Linked DNA regions of Sus scrofa: region 1 is linked to region 2. The links are chromatin contacts, called in public HiChIP or PLAC-seq maps. All regions are on one chromosome and are shown on one strand. The core of a region is the stretch at or near the end of the contact, and the rest is flanking DNA. Distances in the headings are between cores, read along the strand shown. Region 1 holds the start of ARHGAP31 (rho GTPase-activating protein 31). Region 2 overlaps ARHGAP31 (rho GTPase-activating protein 31).

Region 1 (7,523 bases), core at 2,194-4,693, 91 kb after region 2:
TTCCCTCCCTCTCCAAACTCAGCAGTTCTTTTGGCATCTCTGTCCTTTCCTTCTGCCCTTCCTGCTCCCAGACCTGGATCCATTTTTCTCTGTCTCTCCTCAAGTCCGTCACCTTATCCCCGACCTCCAAAGCTGAGTAACCACGATACCAGTCTTATAAGGCCCTCCCCAGCATTCCACAACCTATTACCACGATGACTTGTCATCCTCAGGATTCTGGGCTGAACTTTCAGCTGGCAGGCAAAGGGGCACTGCCCAGGTCAGCTTTTTCTCCCTGGGGACAGAGTCCAGGCCTTGCCTATTAACCAACACGTTCCAGAAAGCTCATGAGGAGGACACATGAAATCTCATGAGGACACAGTGTTTTAGAGAAAACCATTAGCACTGACTACTTACTGATGCTACACTATAACAAAAATAAAGAGAAAAATGCCTGACTAGTTCTAGATGTGGGAAAAAGAGAAATCCTAATTACCCTCATTTATATAAGCTAGGTATTGTGCACGCCAATTCCCACGTGGCACAATAACGGTGTCTGGATCATTAAGTGGGTCAATTTCCTTCTGTTTCAAAGCTGAACTTTATTCAGGTATGTCAGTCTTGAAAGTTCGCTGATTCTGGGGCAGGACTGTCTGCTTTCAATTTAGGGGGAGAAAAAAAAGCATTAGAGGAGAATGTTGGCCTAGACAAGGAAGCCGGGGAAGGGAGAGGAGCCTAGTGGGCCAGAGCCCTCTGCCTCCTTCATGACTGAAGATATAAGGCAGGTCAGTTTACCTCTTTGCACTGCCTCCTCCCTTCCCAGGGTAGGTAGCACTGGGTACTGGTTTCCATTTTTTTCCCCTTTCAGCAGTAGTCCCTTTTCTTTTTCTTTTTTTCCAAATGAAACATATATGAAAGCCCAAAATACAAAGCAGGTGAAAGAGGGATTGTCTAAGGCTGCCTTTGAAGTGTCTTTACAGAACCCTGGGATTCCTGGCTCATCCTATGACCTGTGACATTGTAAGAAGGGGCAGGATTGATAAGCACCTCCACGCAACTCTAAACTTTGGAGTGAGGGCCCAGAAGAACACCTGCATGGTAGGAGGTGGTATCCACAAGCATTCATTAAGTGAACCTGGATGTGAACCTGAAGGCCCCCCTTTGCAAAAACAGGTGGAGGAAAACATTTCATTGCGAACTTCTGAGGGTAATGGTTAAGCTGCATACTTGGCGTTCTCTCACACTCAAAAAAACTCAACCCCATGCGATGTTATTTCAAATCTACCTCTCCAGATTGTTGGAGAGGATTAAATGAATTGACTCTGCTGTGTCCCAGTTGCAAAAGAGGCAGTTTTGAAATGTGCGGTCCCCCAAGCTGTAAAATACCAAGCTATTTGTCCTAATGACACAGCAGACTCTGAACTCAAGAATTCCGCAGGAATATCACACCACTGCAAATTACTAGGTGGTGCTGAGTCTTTGAAAAAAATGAAATAGAAACAAAAGCATTGCTCTGTTTTTGAGATGCACATTTGATATGAGCTAATCAAATAGCTTTTGAGATTATTTTCCTGGAGGCAGAATTATTCTGCATAGTTAGCCCTTCAGTTTCCCCCCTTTCTTGTATCTATGTATGTATAAACACAAGGCCCATATAGTAGACTTTTTTCTCTCTCACTGAAGTTTCTGAAGACAAGGCCTTTTTGTCACGGATAAGTACAGGGCCAGTCAACCTTACAAAAGGAGTCATTTAATGCTCAATTTCTCCAACGTTCCTATGATTAAAAACTTCTAACCTCAAATGCTGTTATTGTGTTCTGGATTGTTTTCTTTCGCCCTCCCCCTAACAAATGTTTAAATTGTCTCTACTCTGGAGGATCGGCTTTTTTTCCAATCTGACCTTGAAAGCAGAGACTCTCTCCTTAAGAAACGCTCTCCTAAACTATTTTCAAGGCAAGGCCCTCTGACCTTTTTACAACACTCTTCTTGTCTGACACACCAAACGCTAATCTGAAAGCCAAGAGGAGGTAAAGGGTCTGAGGGGTTGGGAAGGGGAGGGAGGGAGGTACTATATATTTGGCATCAGTTCAGAAATTCAGAAAATGTTTGTGCAACCACTCCCCCAGCCAGGATCCACCGCACCCCCTGCCTTCCAGCACATTAATAAAAAAAGATGTGAGCTGATGAAACTGGAGAAGCCGGGAGGGACACCTAAGGCGGTCATAATTATGTACCCAGAGAAGCCCAGTGAACACCATCCCACAGGTCCAGTCCTCACCCCTCCTCTCCCACATCCAAAGTTGGGGATCGGGATCTCTCCAGCCCCCACCCCAGGCCCCCAGGGGTAGCCGCTTAAACTTGCAGCAGCACCGCCCATTAACGGCTTGTGTGACACAAACGGAAGGACTGACACAACCTCTACACGTCGGGGTGGCAGCGCTATGCACCTCAAGAATTGTGTATATTCTTCAAAAAGAAAAAAAAGTAGAAGGAGCGCACAAGCCTGGAATACATTAACTTGTGAATTGAATGTAACACACCCTCGGAGAGTCCCTCTTTCTCTCAAACAAAAAGAAGGGGGGAGGGGGGTAGGCGAAGGCACTTTACCATCCTGTCCTGAGCTTTCCAGATACTCCGTGAGGTCACAGCCAAAGGCGCTGGCGGCTCCCTTTCGTTTCAGCTTCTGCTTGGCACCCTTGTTCTTCATGAGTTAGTCCCAAAGAGGTTGCCCTCCGTCTCCCCCTCCCCTCTGCTTGGCACCGCGCCGACGGTGGTCTCCGGGGTGGGGGTTAGATCAGTGGCTGCGGCGCGGCGCTGTGGGGCCGCATGGGCGTCGGGAAGAGTTTGGGCCCGGGACAGAGCGCATGGAGCCCGCGGGGCGCTGAGCCCGGCGCGGGCGCGGAGCCTGAAATCCACCGCGCGCTCCTCCAGGGCCGCGGTGCCGCAGGCCGTGCGGAGCTGGCAGCGGCGGGCCGGCTCGCTGGGAGTGTCACTTCCTCACTTGGAGTCCCAGGGACTTTCACAGGTTCCCGCGGTGTCTTCGGTTGTCTTCCTCCTCTTTGGAGGGAGGGCGAGCTCTCCGGTCCGTCTTCTCGAAGCCCGGGAGTGGCCGAGGGCGCGGGGAAGCCGGCGGCGGGCGCGGAGACGGCCCGGGGACTGCGTGGGTCCTCTGCCCGGCGCGCGCTGTCTTGCCTTCAGACGGCTTTGGTAGAACGAAAAACAAGCATCCTGTCTCTCTCGCCCGCCCTCACGCCTTCCTTTTTTTCCTGTCTTACAAATCCTAGGATCATCCAGCTCAGGAAATGCTGGAAGGAAGTTAGCTAGGGAGGGGGGCGGAGGGTGGAAATTTTTGGCAGCTCTGTGCTCATGTGTGTATGGAGCCGGAGGAAGTAGGTGGGTGGGTTGAGGAGTACGGGGTTGGGGAGAGAACGCGCTCTTCGCAGAGCTGCTCGGCGACTCTAGAGATAACTGGCCCGCCCGGGAGGAAATCGCCGCTCTCCTAGGAGCACCCACAGCCCGAGCCACCCGCTTCCTGCCCCATCGACGGCTCTTTGAAGACGGCGGGAGGAGGCGCGCTGGCACTCTGGATGGAGGGGGCTAGGTGGGACTGAAAAAAAAAGTCCTCCCTTGTATTTTATCTTCATTGTCATCATCTCTTTGACAATTTCTATTTCGGTGCCTGTCTGCTCCTACACAAACACTTAAAGAGTAATGACAGAAACAAAGACAGGGATTCCAACGGAGAAACCTAACGGGGAGCAGTTTTCGCCAACCACTCCCATTCTACTGTCCCGCGCCCCAGTACCCCCAACCCAGCTAAGTCCCCTCCAAAGCTGAGGGAGGGATGGAGGCTGCCACTTTTTAACCACTGCCCTGGAAATCAGATTTCTGATTAGAGATTCAAGTTACACACACACACACACACACACACACACACACACACACACACACACACAGAGGCATTACTACAAAGTTTGCTAAATGGAAGTGATGCGGGGGGTGGGAGTGAGGGGACCAGGACTTAAGGTGACTCTGATATTCTAACATAATCTGAAGAAAGCAGTCTCTCAGGTTATTTCATAATTTGTCTCAAGTTTTCAGGAGGGCATGTTTTTTCTCCAGTTAGATTTGAAATTCTTTGACTTCTGTGTACTCAGCACACAGTAAGCACTCAAATTCTGGTGATTTCACCATTTGAGGATTAGATTAAACTTCCTGTATAAATTCAAATCCATATATAGGCTTAAAGGGTAGAGACAGTCATAGAGCTCAGAATGCTGGAAAAAGCTTTAAGTATAGTATTTTAGTTACTGAATCCTGTCACAGTCTCTTATCTCCCTATGTATCACCAAGACAGTGTATGAACTTTGACCCTTGACCTTCTCTCTTTGTGAGTACTCACAATTGATAGCCTGCCTGCTGAATCTGGCTCACAGATGTGTTTGGTTTGTTTGCCATTTTAAATATTAAAAAAAAAATTTTTGCCTTTTTAGGGCCGCACCCATGGCATATGGAGGTTCCCAGGCTATGGGTCTAGGTGTCAAATCAGAGCTGTAGTCTCTGGCCTATGCTACAGCCACAGCAATGCCAGATCCAAGCTGTGTCTGTGACCTACATCACAGCTCACTCATGGCAATGCTGGATCCCCTCCCCACAGAGTGAGGCCAGGGATCAAACTTGTGTCCTCATGTCCTCATGGATCCTAGTCAGATTTGTTTCCACTGAGCCACGATGGGAACTCCTTAAATATTTAAGTATTAAATATTTAAAATTTTAAAATTAACTGCCAACATTAAAGAGTTAACATTTTTAACTTAAAAGATCTGGATTTCTAGCTTCTCTTACAAAAATAGACGATGTGGTGACACCGAAAGTGCATTTCCACGTGTCAAGGGCCTCTGATGCTGAGTTGTAGAAGCTCCATGGAGGTACCACCCTCTTTAGAGAGATGAGTCCTCCAGTTTTGCAGCTCCACTTCCTGTTTTCCCTCCTTCCCTCCTTCCCTGCCTGGCCTTTGGAGCCACTGGAGTTTTCGGCCCAAGCTGTGTATGGTCTCTCCTTCCTTCTATTTGCCATCTGTCTCTTAGTGACACCAGCATTGCCCTAGTCATCTTGGCGAGACATCTTCAAGTAACCACTGACTCATTTCTCTCTTTCCGCCCCCACCCCCAGCCTAGTTCTGCCTGGCCAGACGGATGAGTCCTTCAAAATGCCTCTCTGCTGGGCTTCTTCCTTCCAGGCCCATTCAGTGAGGACCATTCACTCCTGAATTATTAGAATAACTCCTAGTGGGGTTTGGTAAGTCCAGTCTTTTCCCACTTCATCCTATGCCCTAAAGGCCTGTTGAATCTTCCTAAAGTATCGCTGTTGTTATGTGCCTGCTTTGCTCAAAATCCTGTCAATGACTCCCTGTTTCCTACTGCCAGGACAGCAGTTTCTAAGCATCTTAAAAGCTACTTGGGGACCATTTGGTAGGGTATTTCATATAATGGCTTGTTCCGTCCTTTATTTATAGAGAAGCATCTCCATATGAGATTATAATTATTACTATTAACTCTTGCTTAGGAGTTTACTGTAGCAAAGACTTTCGTATTCATTATTTCATCTGACCTACAATGGATTTCATCATTTTGGCAGCAAAGGAGAGAGGCTGAAGGGTTGCTCTTTTCCTGGGTCCAGGCCCCCAGGCACAAATTATGGATAAGTTGTCAAGCACTGTGAATTACCTTTCTAAAGGTTTAAAAAACATTCTTTTAACTATTTATGTTGAAATAATTTCAGCTTATAAAAATTTTACCAGAAAAATAAAAAAATTTAAAAGAAGAAAAAAAAATTTGCAGGAAAATAATCAGAATTCCCATATACCCTTCAACCAGCTTTCCCAAGTATTAATGTCTTATATAACCAGAGTACAATTATCGAAAGTAGGACATTTATATTAATACAATAATACTAACTAATCATCAGACTTTATTCAAATACTATTTTTTAATTATATAACATTTTATTAAATATGGTATTTCTCACAAGTTGACCAGCTAAAAAACAGTAACTCACAACTATTTCTCAACACACTTCACATTATAACCTTAGCTATGAACCAGATCCCCTTAATCACCATCAAACCCAGCAAGTGTAGGCTGTCACAAAACAGGACTGCCCAGATGAACTATAAAGCTAGTGAGTGACTCAGCCTGAAGATTCTTCTATGCTTTACCAAGAATTCCCCAAAGGGACTCCACAATCATAGAATTTTTATTCTGGAACAGCCCGAGACCTTTCCACTCCTGCTTCATGATAAGCTGGATTCAAGTTGTTTAGGGTTCAGGGGCAAGGTAATACTGAACAGTGGACAAGGTGACCATTATGCCTGGGCTGATTGAACACACCTTATTTGAAATGTGTATGTTGTGGTTCTTTGTCTCTGCTTGATAGTTCTCAATGATCTCCTCATCGTGGGAAGAACTCACAGTTTATCAAGCTAGATAACGAAGCCCTATGGGAATAGCCTGACCCAGGGAGCTAGAAAGTGAGTCTCTCCCCAAATGCTCCCTGCCCCCTCGCATCGCTGAGTAAACCCTGTGATAGGTGCTGAATTTAAATCTTATTCTAGACACCATCTTGGTTTTTTGATTTTTTGGTTTGTTTCTGGTTTTTTTTTGGCCGCACCTGCAGCATGTGGACGTTCCAAGGATTGAACCCACGCCACACCAGCAACTGGAGCAGTGACACCACCGGATCCTTGACCTGCTGTACCACAAAAGAACTCATATATATGCTCTTTCTATTTTTCTTTATCTTCCCATTTTTCTTTTTCTCATTGCTTACTCTAAAATGTATACCTTTTCCTGGGTCTCTGGCAGGAAGTCAGGTTTGGGTTCCAATAGGTTTTTCCGTTGGGCTGAGGATTGCCCAGGAAGCAGGTTACATGGAGATGGTGTAGGAATGTCAACAGAAGGACTAATTAAGCTATTTGGTGATAACATAAATTATGTCTTTAGCAGATTATGATGGTACAAAAAGAACTTCACTCCCATGGAGCTCCTACAGAAGGGTTCTGTCCTTGCCTGTGATTTATCTTCAGTTGGTGAAGACTGATGCTTGTCAACGTGGGCCATCTGCTTCCTTTAGTCATGAAGGCTGGTAGCAATCTACTCTGCTATAAATAAACAGACTTGGGAGATTTTAATGTCACCTATGATTTAGCCTTTTCTTCCACCCAATTTGCCCCTAAGACTAGAGATTAGAAATCAGCATTTATTTTTTATTTTGCTTTTTAGGGCTGCACCCGGGGCATATGGAACTCCCCAGGCTAAGGGGTGAGTTGGAGCTGCAGCTGCCTGCCTACACCACAGGCACAGCGATGCCAAATCTGAGCCACATCTGCAACCTACACCACAGCTCATGGCAATGCCAGATCCTTAACCCACTGAGCGAAGCCAGGGATCAAACCCACATCCTCATGGATCCTAGTTGTGTTCATTAACCACTGAGCCACGAAGGGAACTCCCAAATCAACAACTTTAGAGTTCTCCCTCCTCTGC
Region 2 (6,874 bases), core at 3,257-5,756:
TTTGGAAGTTGTCCTGAAGATTTTCCTGCATTGTTTCAGGCTGCCTCACTTATCAAGGAACAAAATATCCTGTATTAAAGGAACTAGAAAGTCGTGGGATAAATATGAGGGACTTTAAATAGTCTGCTGTTAGGAATGCCCCATGTCTTTCTTTTTTTTTTTTTTTTTGTCTTTTTGCCATTTCTTGGGCTGCTCCTGCAGCATATGGAGGTTTCCAGGCTAGGGGTCGAATTGGAGCTGTAGCTGCCAGCCTACGCCAGAGCCACAGCAACTCGGGATCCGAGCAACCTACACCACAGCTCACGGCAAAGCCGGATTGTTAACCCACTGAGCAAGGGCAGGGACCGAACCCGCGACCTCATGGTTCCTAGTCGGATTCGTTAACCACTGCACCATGACGGGAACTCTCCCCATGTCTTATAAGTTGTAGCAGTGCTCATTGGCTGCTTAACAAAAACAGCAGAGAGGGCCACAGACAAGACAGCCCTTAAGGCTGGAGCTGTAAGAACTGACATGGTGAGGTGCACCTAGCAAGCACTATACACACATCTACTCCAACAAGCAATGATCAGCTCATGCCAGGCTGGTGCCCACCCATGAAGGTTTATTGATGAATGAGGAGTGGATCTACCAACTCAAAATCATGACCTGACAAACACAAATGAAGCTAATTCCCCATGGAAACACTTAAATTCACAGGTCTATGCCCCAGGGGGAGCCTCTTCTGCTTTAGTTTTCAGGTAGCGACCTTTTACCTCGTTAGGGTTTGAATGTAAAGAGGCTGCCATCTCCAGCTGTGGTTGATGGAAGGCTTGGAGAAAGATACCTCAGGGAGGGGCTATTGCCAGGGCTAGGTGAACCCCTGATGTTCAGGAGGGGTCAGAGAGGGATTTGGCTTGGGGGATTGTGCGAGACCGTGACAGGAGGTGAGCAGGTTCTGTGGTTGATGAAAGTGAGTCTGCTGTGGGAGCGCCTGTCTCTGGTCTCCCCACGTTGTAATCCCCAGTCCCGCCTCCAACTCTAAAAATCTCACCTTCCACAGGCACTGAGCACAGCGAGTCCATGCTTTTGGCTGGTCGGATAGTAGCCTTTTCCACTACAGACAAAAGAAAAAAATATTCCTGGTGAATGCACCTTAGGAGGAAGTGTTTAGAACAATAGTTCAAGCCATAAGTACAAAAGAGAAATTTCTTTAGGAAAGTTTTTCAAGTGTTTCTACTTTTCCCCTTTGGAAAACATTCCCCATTCCAATTTAGATGTTCCTACTTTCTTGAAGGGACTGCCCTCATAAAAATAGGGTATTTATCGGGTCATTGCTTGGCGAGGGTTCAATCCCTGGCCCAGGAGCTTCTGCATGCTGTGGACATAGCCAAAAATATATGTGTGTGTGTGTGTGTGTGGCATTTATAGATCAAAGGTTTATTCACATTTTACAGATAAAGATAAACTGCAATTTTGCCACATGGCTATTAGCAAATGAGGAGTCCTGAGTTCAATTTTATTGTACAGAAAAGATTCAAAGATTCATCTACAGGGTAGAATCCATGGAGCTCCAGGCAGCCCCTCCTATTTGGCTGGCCAGAAAGCAGTGTTCTTGGCTGCAGCTACATCTCTCAACACTGGGGAATTTGGTATGACAGGTGAGAGGGCCCAGGCTGACTTTTCTCTCTCTATCCCAGGAGTCACCTTCCTCCCACAGGCAGCTCTGCTCCTTGAGGTCTTCACACTGGTTGCTCCCTCAAGGCTCTCACCCACCAACCTCACTCTGGAGCAGATCCCAACCAAACCTTTTTTGAGCACCTGCTATGTGCCTGGCAGGTTCTAGGCATCTTTGTAAGCCTCCTAAGCAGGTTTTCAGAGGAGTGTGGTTTAATAAATAAAATGTTATTATTCCAGGCACAGGATTAAGCACTTTCACAAACATCATGTCTTTTCAGGAAGCCAACTTGGCTGGAAGGTAAGCTGTGGTGAGGATTAAGTTAACCCAGATTGAGTAAATGCTCAAGAAGAAGTAACTATGTTAATTGCTGTGATGTTATTCAGGATAAACTAGAGTTCAGCAACAAGGGGGAACCTAGGAGATGGTTCTAAAAGAAGCACTGAGTTAATTGGCTCTAACTCACATTGGACCCTAACATTGGGCCCTAACTCGCACTTGTTTTGGCCCTCTTTTAAAGTGCCCCCCTTATTCTTTTCTTTTTCTTTTTTTCTTTTTTAGGGCCACACCTGTGGCATATGGAGGTTCCCAGGCTAGGGGTTGAATCAGAGCTGCAGCCACCAGCCTAGGCCACAGCCACGCCAGATCTGAGCCACGTTTGCGACCTGCACCAGAGCTCACAACAATGCTGGATCCTTAACCCCCTGAGTGACACCAGGGATCCTCATGGATACCAGTTGGGTTCATGACCACTGAGCCACAATGAGAACTCCCAGTTCCCCATTTTTTCTTTCTTTCTCCACGCCCTGCTCCTTCTGAGAGGCTCTCAATCAGCCCCTTTGCCTCCCTGTTTTGGGGCTTCTGGGGCCCACTAGGCTATGGAAGGACACAGCAATATTCATCCAAAGCCCTGACAATGACAGGATCACCTTCCACCTCCTTCCATATGTAAGCCAGAATTCCCATCCTTAGAAGATCTACTATTCCCACAAACATACAGACTTCTAAAACAGCCTGGCCAGCATCCCTTCATTCATATATTCTGAGAGGAGACTCTGCCTTTGTTTTCCAGAAGCTGCATTTCTGGACTTCCTCTGGGTTTCCTGTATCAGCCTTTAGGGGTAGAGAACAGGTGACCCTAAATGTCGAGGAAGATGGACCATAGTTCTGCCTGCAGGGTCATCAGTATTCACCAGCTCCTGGTGGCCCTGGTGGCCCTGGTGGCCACAGCAGCTGCTTTTGGGAATAGCCCCCAGGAATTCCCTGGCTCCTTTTCTGGAGAGTAACTAAGCACTCAGGGCTCCTTGGCTTGTGACTATATGGGTGTCCCTTGGTACTCATGGGGGATTGGTTCCAGGACCTACACGGATACCAAAATCCACAGATGCTCAAGATCCTTATATAAAATGGTGTATGTACTACAGCCGGCCTTCCCTAACCATGGATTCTGCATTTGTGGAGATGGAGGGCTAACTGTATTTAGGTTATATTTTCCTGTCTGAGATCTTGGCCTCATGGAAATGCATCCACCAGTTTTATCTGAGTCCTTGAGGCTCCTCTTATTTATTTACTTATTTATTTATTGGTCTTTAGGCCCTCACCCACAGCATGTGGAAGTTCCCAGGCTAGGGGTCGAGTCGGAGCTACAGCTGTTGGCTTACACCCCAATCACAGCAACATCAGATCCGAGCCACATCTGCGACCTACACACAGCTCACGGTAACACCAGATCCCCAACCCACTGAGCGAGGCCAGGGATCAAACTGGCAACCTTGTGGTTCCTAGTGAGATTCCTTTCCGCTGTGCCACAACAGGAACTCCGAGGTTACTCTTTTAGATCATCTCTGTGGTTTTATTTCCCTGCTCAAAGGAGTTCACTTTGGAGGGTTCCCTAGAATCTTTCTGTTTGATAACATACAAATTCCAGTACACGAGTCTCTGGGAGACTTCAAAGTTTACAGATCTCGATTTAGTCAATACCCAAGTCTTTCTTACCTTTAGTATTTCTATTTCTGTTCCATTTTCTAAACATGAAATATCCCTTCACCTGAGCCACAACTGGAACTCTTAGTTCCCCCTTTTTTCTTTCAGCTGCCTCCCCCCTTGCTCCCCAACCCCCCAATACTGTTGATGGCGAATCAATTTTTTTTTTTTTTTCTGTTTACAGCCATACCTGTGGCATGTGGAAGGCCAGGAGCTGAATCGGAGCTGGAGCTGCATTGGCAGGCCTATGCCACAGCCACAGCAACACTGGATCCAAGCCACATCTGCTATCTATGCCACAGCTTGCAGCAAGGCAGGATCCTTAACCCACTGAGTGAGGCCAGGGATTGAAACCTGCATCCTACAGACACTGTGTCAAGTTGTTAACCCACTGAACCAAAATGGGAACTCCAGGCTTTTAAATGCTCTTCATTATGGAGGGTTTTTTTTTTTTTAAGATTTAAAAAATTATTTAAATATATTAACCCACCGACTTCCTTTTTTCACATGCGTGTTTCAACAAATAGCAAGCCCGTGTGCCACTTACAGTGACCATGCTGGTGAATTATGGCCATAAGGTTCCCTCTGCCCCTCAGTCTTTAGTTTCTAGGGTTCCAGCAACCCTCTTCTGGTGAAAGTGGCCACTCAGGCAATATTAAGGCCACAGAGAGCCACTTATATTGACACTGATAGTTCTTTATCACCCCTGAGTACCATCAAAATTCAGCCAGTTGGATGATCTGATTAGCTTGTACATGAGATATGAGACCAGTGGTTTTTAACCCAGGCTGCATATCAGAATTCCCTGGGGGAGCTTTTAAAACTGATACTCTGACTTCACCAGAGCACTCCTGAGGCAGAGCTGCTGTGGGTGTGAACCACACTGTGGGTGATTCTGAGGTGCCGCTGAGCTGAGAGGTCTGGCCACAGATATCCTGTGCATTCTGTGAGTTTACCACCATTTGACCCAGCACCTTAGGCTTCTTCCTTTTGAAAACTACTTGGGGGTGGAAATCTTCCTAAGTCAAGATCAAAGCAAATCATTTATTCTATTTTTACTCACTTGTTTTGTTCTATTGTTTCAACTTTTCGTTTCTTGGCGAACCTCTTTGTGCCACCGATTCTGTAACTGCAGTTCTCTCTGATGTGCTTCAGCAAATCTATTCTTAGAACAGGAGTTTCTTGCCAGGTACTCCTCCTTTTAAATTCTCCTTGGAGGATCCTAATTTCTGATTTGTATCTGATCTATCATACCTATAGCGACCTGCCCTCTTCACCTGGGCTATCTTTCCATTTTGTGAAAGACATGTTTCCCCACATAATGAATATTACAGATGCCCCCCCAGAATCCATTTCCCTTCCCCCTTCTCACAGAGCCCTTGTGCTTCCTGGGGGCATCTGACTGTAATCCCGTTCCTCACAGCAGGGTTGGCTCAGGAACCCAGGCCTAAGCCCATCAGCACAAGGCACTCCCTTGGCCATAGTGATTGATCTATGTGACTCTTCAAAGGCTGATACTGGAGCAGGGGGAGGTGGACAGACACTTAATGGGGCTTTCTGGGACTTTCTGGGAAAGAAGGGTCCCTGCCCTTAAGAGCAAACTACCAGAAATGATGTTCTTTCTCCCTCTGGACATAGTGATAGTCAAAGACAAAGCCTAGAACTACTATAACCACTTTGTTGCAGCAAAGGAAGCCAGGCTGGGGATAAAGCTGATTCACCAAAAACAGCATAGCTTGGGAAAACTTAGGAAAAAGGAGACAGAGCCACTGTATTAAACCACCCCTGAAGCCTCCCTACATCTGGCTGTTCCAATAAATTCCCTCATTGCATAAGCTAATTGAGTTTGGTTTGCTATTATTTACAGCCCAAATTTCTGTAACTGCTATACCCTGTGACATCCCTCATTATTCCAATAGGCAAACACGATTTCTAATATCTGTGCTTTATGATCCTTGGTATACAATTGTCATAGGGGTTGAGTAAGGCTTTTAAAAATATTATCTCATTTTCTCCTATAGGCATTAGCTTTTTTTCCCCAAATCTTTATTATTAAGAATGTCAAATATTCAGAAAAGTTGAAGACCTCTAAACCTACCACCTAGATTGACATTTTGCCAAAGATTCACTTTATCTATTTCTACCTATGTACCTATGTTTTGCTGTATCATTTGAAAGAGAATTTTAGTACTTTGACAATTCATCCTTAAATACTTCAACTTTAGTATATGTCTCCTAAGAACCATCAGCACATTATGAAAATTTACTATTCTTATATATCATCCAAAATCCAATCTATTTGTCCCCAAATTATCTTCTGTAGTCCTTTTTTTTTTTAAAAAACTAGGATTCAGTCAATATTTGCTCATTGCATTTGTACATTTACCTTTTACTACTTCTCTTCATAACTACTGCCTCATTCTTTTTTAGGGCCTCACCCATGGCATATGGAAATTCCTAGACTAGGGGTCGAATTGGAACTACAGCCACCAGCCTATGTCACAGCCACAGCAATGCAGAATCTGAGCCATATCTGTGCCCTATACCGAAGCTCACAGCAATGCTAGATCCCCAACCCACTGAGTGAGGCCAGGGATTGAACACTCATCCTCATGGATACTAGTCAGATTCGTTTCTGCTGTGCCACAACAGGAACTCCCCTACTGCCTCATTTTTTTTTTTTTTTTTTTTTTTTTTTTTTGTCTTTTTAGCTATTTCTTGGGCCGCTCCGGCGGCATATGGAGGTTCCCAGGCTAGGGGTCGAATCGGAGCTGTAGCCACCAGCCTATGCCAGAGCCACAGCAACGAGGGATCCAAGCCGCGTCTGCAACCTACACCACAGCTCACGGCAACGCCAGATCGTTAACCCACTGAGCAAGGGCAGGGACCGAACCCGCAACCTCATGGTTCCTAGTCGGATTCGTTAACCACTGCACCATGACGGGAACTCCCTGCCTCATTTTTTAAAAATCATGCTTTCAATCTATAACCTCAAAGTCATTATGATACATTTTTTTTGGCTTCTGTTTCTGACACCACATTCAGCAGGATTGGTTATATTCCCTATTATATAGTGGTTCCCTCCTGTATCAATTCCTATTTACTACTCAGATATCATTCCCACAGGGCAGCAACCCTGTTTAAAAATCATGACCTTGATCCTGGGGGGAAAGAAACAGATCTTTCACACAGCAGAGTTCAATGAATAAGATTCAAATTCATGGATGAAACTAC

What was found. HiChIP or PLAC-seq counts read pairs in DNA pulled down with a chosen protein or histone mark.
Region 1: a contact with region 2 is called in an H3K27ac HiChIP or PLAC-seq map of skeletal muscle, with 4 times the contacts expected there. The contact joins the promoter of ARHGAP31 here to the enhancer-like site in region 2. A contact is called at or near these places in 1 of 5 promoter capture datasets (fetal skeletal muscle), 4 of 47 Hi-C or Micro-C datasets (blood, omental adipose tissue and skeletal muscle) and 2 of 2 datasets of contacts at active chromatin or transcription factors (alveolar macrophages and skeletal muscle).

The regions. Positions count from the first base shown.
Region 1 is chr13:140,945,061-140,952,583 of Sscrofa11.1, forward strand. ARHGAP31 (rho GTPase-activating protein 31) reads right to left here and starts at 3,444. Exons shown (of 12, transcript XM_021070330.1): 1 at 2,587-3,444. The coding sequence starts at 2,686.
Region 2 is chr13:140,853,050-140,859,923 of Sscrofa11.1, forward strand. ARHGAP31 (rho GTPase-activating protein 31) reads right to left here. Exons shown (of 12, transcript XM_021070330.1): 9 at 1,034-1,096. Among named protein-coding and RNA genes, the nearest start is that of TMEM39A, 59 kb to the left of the region's middle. Within about 2 kb of position 4,507, at least 3 of the 83 cell types and tissues checked have an H3K27ac peak or open chromatin away from gene starts, as enhancers often do.